Regions from separate parts of the Zea mays genome. Here region 2 is linked to region 1. Evidence: chromatin contacts called from public Hi-C data. All regions are on one chromosome and are shown on one strand. Each heading gives the region's core, a stretch centred on a gene start, on an enhancer-like site or on the middle of the called end of the contact. The rest is flanking DNA. Distances are from core to core; before and after follow the strand shown.

Region 1 (3,768 bases), core at 368-2,867:
AAATCTGTATACAGGTTCGGAACGGACGGGGGATAGGAACAACACTTATAAAAACATCTTAAAATGCAAGGTGGCTCTAAAGATCAAAGTGTTTCTGTGGCAACTTTATCCTCCCTCCATTCATAAATATATAACACCGTTGATTTTTTTTAAAAGTTTGATCACTCATATTATTTAAAAAAATAATGAATTATCATTTATTTTTATTTTGTGATTTGTTTTATTACTTAAGATATTTATGTTTGACTTAAAATTTTATATTTTCAAATAAATATTTTGAATAAGACGAGAGTTAAATTTTTTTTAAAGTCAACGATGTCATATATTTGTGAATAGAGATAGTAATAGAAAAATCTAGGTTGTCGCGGTCCTAAATAAAAAGGGTTGGAAGGTGAGCGTCTTATGCTGACACAAATTTATTGATCATGTTTTCTTCCACTGTACCATGTCAAAGTTCACTTGAGTGTCGTTTAGTTCATATATTTGTAACGTAATGGGTAACGGATAACGTTAAATCATGTTTGTTTTAGTCCAACCGTAATCAGATACCACACTAAAATTTGATACCAGCCTATTCAAATTTGTTACCGCCAGTAATCGAGCCGAAACCATTACCATTACCGTTTGCGTTACATTTTTTGAACCAAACAACACCTTGGTGTTGTCCGCAACAACTTTTTAGGTGGGATCATATCCCATATTGGGTGGAGGGTTTATTTGTTGACTGGGTTATGTCCAGGCCACGTGTGTCTCAATCCTTTCACCTATTTTGGACTGTTGGCCTGGTTTAGGCAATCCGGTGCAAAGTGCAATAGAAACAAAATGGCGTTAAGCTTGTCTTCTTGTTGAACCTTTGAGACACTTCTTGTTATGCAATCTTGAAGTGTATACAATATACTAAATTTTATGTTTAATATTTAGCAAGCTTGTTAGACTTTTGATTGTGGTGTCATTCACTCCACCAAAACCCACTAAAAGGCTACATGCACTTTTGTAGTTTTGTAACAGCCGGAATCACATTTTGGTGATTTAGTAAAATTATCGAAAGATTTTGAATTAAAATATCTTTTAATAAGATTTTTCTTACTTTTAAAGATTTCATCTCCTAAAACAGATATATTTAATAATAAAGATCTAAAAGTTCAAATTTAAAACACTAGAAGTTATTTTTTTCTAAAATACCTATTTTTGTGTGTATGAATTTCATATTTAAAATATTTTCTTAAATGGGTAATTAATATAAATATAATATCTTTGCATTGGCATGCTGGATATTTTTGATTGTGCATTTATATTAAATTTAAAACTCAACTCAGAATTCAATTTAAAATTTGTAAATTAAAAATCAAAATAATAAATAAAAAAATATAACTTTGCATACATGATGGGATCATTTAAATGTTGCATTTATAGTTGAATTCTTGAACTCAGATTTGAATAGGAATATTTAAAAACAAGATAAAATGGAAATAAGAAATAAGAAAAACAAAAAAAAGAATATGGATTAGGTTACTAAATGCCACGATTGTTTTGGTCGATTGGCCAGCATGGCCTAGCTCTCCTAGGTAGCCGTGTCCCTACCTGCTAGTTTCTTTTTTCTTTTTTTAATCTCCTAGCCGGAGATTACATCACCACAACGTCATGGATGACTTCATCAATGCTGCAATGGACCACAATTCCATAATCTTCTACCAGTCCGAACGCGAGGATGCTGGTCCGTTTTGTCGCGGCCGGGTCCGCTCGGAGTTGGCTAATGATCCCTAGGCTTCTGTGTAGAAGATTACCGCGTGAGCCACGACTGGCGCCATCGCAAAACCTCCCATCATCTCACCCATCGCAAGCCAACAAACAAAGAGAGGGTTACCGCGTGAGCCACGACTAACCGGGAGAAAAGCACAGAGCGTCGCCGCTATTCAAGCCACAGTAGCTCGCTGCCAGCTAAGCTTACAGCCATAATCGCTGCCAGCTAAGCTTACAACCATAAGCCGTCATGACCAGCAACAACGAGGGAGTAAAGAACTTGATTGGAAGATAAGTTAGTGATAGATTAGGAATCTTTCCTGTATGATAGACATGACACTTCCCGCCTAATAGATACTCCCTCCGTCCCATAAAGAAAGTCGTTCTAGCCTAGCAGGTGAAAAACAAGTCAAGTGAGAGATTACAACAATATCCCTATTAAATACAAAGATTCATGTGCCACAAAATCATGTAGCTAGAGGCGTGGGCTGCGCCAATCGCTCCCTGCTCCCATGTCTGCTCTGATCTCGTTGTCTAGACACCAGAACGACAATCTTCAAGGGACAAATGCCAATGCCCAAGACGACTTCTTTTGTGGGACGGAGGGAGTAACCATCAACTTGGGCCCTTTTGCATACCAGACTCTCATGTAGCATGAATTCAATAGTAGACATAACCGTGGTAAGTTTGCATCAACTAGGTAATGTATTTATAAACAAACCTTTTCCACTTTTAACAAACCTATCTAACCAATCAGATCGCGTCATATCACATATTTCTGTGCAGACCTAATAATTTATTAAAAATGTGATATCTTCTAGATCAAATAATTTATTTTAATTAGTTCAAGTTGTGTTAGGTTCATATTAATTTCTGCGTATGTAGTAATAACATTATTTTAATTATGCCACATAGTTTAATTAAATAATAATTAATTAACTAATTGTTTAATTAATGTTAATTAAATAGATAATCTAGTTAATCTAATTTATAGTTTTAACCTACGCATTTTGTAAAAAAAATTCTTAATGATAAATACCAACTCAAATAATTTAATTTAATACCTACTTAGTTTAAATGCAATATCTGTTAAATCGCATCTATTAGATTTATTGCCCCTAAAATACCGTTTTATTCCTAAATTCTTCGTTTAACTTCGATTTTAGTGGTTCTCGAACCCCGATCTCGTAGCGACGTGTAGATTATTATTATTCAGTTTGTGCTTATGTTTGGTGTGATGTTAATTTTGTATATACCATGTTTGTCTGTATTGCTACTGTCGGGGACCATAATTAGGGGTACCCTCAAGACGCCTAATTCTCAGCTGGTAACCCCCATCAGCATAAAGCTGCAGAGGCCTGATGGGTGCGATTAAGTCAGGGATCAGTCCATACGAGTGACTCGATCACGCTTCACCCGAGCCTAGCCTCGGACTCGGGCAGCCGACCTCGAGGGACTTCCGTCTCGCCCGAGGCCCCCCTTTTAACGGCGGACACATCTCCGGCTCGCCCGAGGCCTTGGCTACGCTAAGAAGCAACCCTGACTAAATCGCCGCACCGACTCACCGAGTTGCGGGGGCATTTAACGCAAAGGTGGCCTGACACCTCTATCCTGATGCACGCCCCCCGGCAGAGCCGAAGTGACCGCCGTCACTCCGCTGCTCCACTGACCGGTCTGACAGAAGGACAGCGCCGCCTGCGCCACTCCGACTGCGGTGCCACTCGACAGAGTGAGTCTGACAGGCAGTCAGGCCTCGCCAGGGGTACCATAGCGAACTCCGCTCCGCCCGACCCCAGGGCTCGGACTCGGGCTAAGACCCGGAAGACGGCGAACTCCGCTCCGCCCGACCCTAGGGCTCGGACTCGGGCTAAGACCCGGAAGACGGCGAACTCCGCTCCGCCCGACCCCAGGGCTCGGACTCGGGCTCGGACCCGGAAGACGGCGAACTCCGCTCCGCCCGACCCCAGGGCTCGGACTCGGGCTAAGACCCGGAAGACGGTGAACTCCGCTCCGCCCGACCCCAGGGCT
Region 2 (3,768 bases), core at 627-3,126, 180 kb after region 1:
GTATATATACCTCTCCCGTTGAACAAGGTGCACAACGCAGCACAACACGTAATTACATTTCGCTCTGCACGCTTGCACGTAACCGTAAATTGTATAAGTTGGATTATGTTATTATTTTAGTATTATAAATAAGTTAAAATAAGTTATCCAATACTAACTTATTTCAGCTTATTTATGGTCTTACCGTGATAATTTTATATTATCCTAATATATTTTTATTATAATCTAACTTATATAATCTAGTATTGAAATAAGCACCCCTTAGATGATAAGAACCACTGGCAGAGTCAAAACAAAACAAGCAAAAAAGGGGGTAAAATTAAAGCATGTCGTTCAGTTGGACACTTGGACGTAAATCATGCTCATCCACGTGTCATATATACCATGATTGTACATAAAACGGAGGGTATCGTCCTTGATGGATTTAAATTAGACAGTTTAATTCAAATTGAATCAAATATATTTATAAAGTTATATCAAATTAAAGCATGTCGTTGAGTAGATGTTGACCAACTTAATCACACGACTGATCTGCTCATCTGCCTGATCTAGATAGGATACAATGATGAGGAGCCAAATATATGCATCGAGTTGATAGATCTGTAGACCGTATTGTTTTTTTTTAAGAAGTCACGTGTCGTCGTCCACCAAAGATTAGAAGTTCATACGAGAAAATTATTGGACTCTAAGCTCAAGCAATTGTATTCCAAAAAAAAAAGTAATTGTTTGGTGGCCCTTGCCTGTCTATTTTGGACACCAATCGTCGCATCAGAAGCCGCGGGAAGCCGGGAACCATCTCGGCCGCCATGAGCCCATGAGTGTGTGCGAGTCAACTACTGATGCAGCTCAGGTGCGTCTCAGATTACAAGACGTACTGCTAAAGTTTCGTTGGTTAACACAGTCACGACGACATCTGTCGCTACCGGCTGCATCCGGCCGATCGATCCGACCACCGCAATATGATGCCGACCATGACGGCCGTAGTCGAGCAGTGAGGCACCAACACACACCAGAGGATTCGTTGAGCGATATCCATCGTTCATCGTGCCGCTGCGGCCTAGTACGCTTTTGCCTCAAGCGTACGCGTCATCGGTACGTGCCGGCCGTGTGATCTCGCCAGCGCGGCCGCGCCACGGATGTGATGATGTGATCGGTGTGCGTGCGGCCTGCGGCTGCTCGTGCGCGGTACGGCATGTCCCGTCCCGCCGGTCGATCGCATGCTAGTCAAAACATGCATGGCGTGGCCTCCTGCGGTGTCCATATAGATCGACAGCCGCATGCACAGCAGATGTGGCTTTCCACACGTCTCTCAGTAGTCAGTACCAAATCTAGTCTATATACGCGATGCCGAACGATGGATCTCCAACGGCGAGCTCGAAAAAACGGCGAGCTCGCTTTGGCTGGCCGAGCCAACGAGTCTAACCATCAACATAAATCCGCTCTTTAAAATGTTTTAAATAACATATTTTAAATTAGTAAAATAGATATATCACTAATATAATATAGAAGAAAAATATTTTTATAGTAATCTCAAATAACATAAATTAATTGTCTACTCGGTACTAATATTATATGCTAATTAAGATTTTATATAATAAATTGTTGTTGGGTCGAGCCACGAGTCAGCTCGCGAGATGTACCGAGCCGAGCTGGCTCGTTCTTTTCACAAGTCACAAAACAGGCTCGGCTCGGCTCAGGCTCGTTCTAAGCGTCGAGTCGGTCCAAGCCAAGCTGCTGCGATCTCGAGTTTTTTTCCGGACCTAGATGGATTGATCCATTGCCCATTCACCAACGCACGCGCACCCTCACCTACTCCCATGCGCGCCCTGCCTATAACTACTATACGCGCGCGCAGAGCCGATCAGCGAGCACGGCAACAAAAGCTGCAGCACAAGCAGACAGATCGAGCCCGGCCCTAGTGAAGTCTCACTACACTAAGGTGAAGGTGCATCCATCTCGCCATGGAGGTGAAGGTGCTGAGCTCCAAGCTCGTGAAACCGTCCTACCCGGCGGGCGCGCCGCGGCCGGACACCACGGAGCACGTGCCGTCGTCGGTGTTCGACAAGGCCACGTACCACATGCAGATGGCCATCATCTACGCCTTCTCTCCGCCGGTCCCGTCCCCAGACGCCATCGAGCGCGGCCTCGCCGCGGTGCTGGGCGCCTACCGGCTCTTCGCCGGCCAGGTCCGCCCGGGCCCGGACGGCGCGCCAGGGGTGCTGCTCAACGACCACGGCGCCCGCCTCGTGGAGGCGTCCGTGGACGCGCGCCTCGCCGACATCGCCCCCACGAAGCCGTCCCCCGCCGTGCTGCGGCTGCACCCGGACCTAGACGGCAGCGACATCGAGGAGCCAGTGGTGCAGGTGCAGCTCACGCGGTTCGCGTGCGGCTCGCTCGCCGTGGGCTTCACCGCCAACCACGCCGTGGCGGACGGCCACGCCACCAGCGACTTCCTCGTCGCCTGGGGCCGCGCCGCGCGCGGGCTCCCCGTCGGCCCGTCGCCGCCGGTCCACCGCCCGGGCCTCTTCCCGCCGCGCCACGACCCGCCGCGCGCCGGGTTCGAGCACCGCGGCGTGGAGTACTACAAGCCCGCGCCGTCGTCGGCCCACGTCCACGTCCACGGCCACGGCGACACTACGACCCAGCACAGCATCGTGATCCACAAGGCTCACTTCACCAAGGACTTCGTGGCGGGGCTCCGCGCCAGGGCGTCCGAAGGCCGTGGCCGTCCCTTCAGCCGGTTCGAGACGATCCTCGCCCACGTCTGGCGCACCATGACGCGCGCGCGCGGGCTGGGCAGCAACCCGCTCCAGACCTCCACCATCCGCATCTCCGTGGACGGGAGGCCGCGCCTCGCGGCGGCGCCGGCAGACTACTTCGGGAACCTGGTCCTCTGGGCGTTCCCGCGCGCCACGGTGGGGAGCCTCCTCGGCCGGCCGCTGAAGCACGCGGCGCAGGTGATCCACGACGCCGTGGCGCGGGTGGACGGCGCCTACTTCCAGTCGTTCGTCGACTTCGCGGGCTCCGGCGCGGTGGAGAAGGAAGGGCTGGAGACGACAGCCCTGCTCAAGGACGTGCTGTGCCCGGACCTGGAGGTGGACAGCTGGCTCACCTTCCCGTTCTACGAGCTGGACTTGGGCGCCGGCAACCCGAGCTACTTCATGCCGTCCTACTTCCCCACGGAGGGCATGCTGTTCCTGGTGCCTTCGTACCTGGGCGACGGCAGCGTCGACGCCTTCGTGCCGATGTTCGAGCAAAACCTGGAGGCGTTCAAGCAGTGCTGCTACTCCATGGAGTAGCCAGCTTCAAGTCTTTCAACTCTCTGTGCATGGCATTCGTGCGTGCGTGCGTGCCCAGCAGGCAGCAGCACCTACAACTACAACTATAGCCATGCATGCATGCCTAAATTATACTGCTTCCGCGTCGTAAAAACTGTATTGGGTATATATATACACATTTTCTAAAAGGATTATACTACGTACTGCTAGGTTAGTAGTAGTTTGTTGCGGCTTTATCAATCTTTTAATTAATTCCTGGGTTTTGTAAACCTGAGTTAATTACCTTTTCTTTGGACCTGTACGTACGAGGACCGATCTGTGGTCCTCAACCTAGCTTCTCTGTGATCATCGGCAATAACGCTTCATATATTTCCAGGTGTTCTACTTCTACTAGCTAGAATGTATACGTATATATATATGCCGATACATTATATTTCATTCGCGATCACACTTTTGTTGCTAGTGTTGTACGTAGGAACTACTCCGGCCA

Evidence for each region. Hi-C and Micro-C count contacts between places; a contact is called where the count stands out from the background.
Region 2: a contact with region 1 is called in a Hi-C map of leaf, with 8 times the contacts expected there. The contact joins the promoter of LOC103647631 here to the enhancer-like site in region 1. A contact is called at or near these places in 2 of 25 Hi-C or Micro-C datasets (ear and leaf).

What each region holds. Positions count from the first base shown.
Region 1 is chr2:203,129,619-203,133,386 of Zm-B73-REFERENCE-NAM-5.0, forward strand. No RefSeq gene overlaps it. Among protein-coding and RNA genes, the nearest start is that of LOC103649226, 40 kb to the right of the region's middle. Within about 2 kb of position 1,618, at least 17 of the 20 cell types and tissues checked have an H3K27ac peak or open chromatin away from gene starts, as enhancers often do. A contact at or near this core is called in ear and leaf, where this site is marked.
Region 2 is chr2:203,310,057-203,313,824 of Zm-B73-REFERENCE-NAM-5.0, forward strand. It overlaps LOC103647631 (putrescine hydroxycinnamoyltransferase), which reads left to right and starts at 1,877. Exons shown (of 1, transcript XM_008672140.2): 1 at 1,877-3,547. The coding sequence starts at 1,962. The coding sequence ends at 3,299.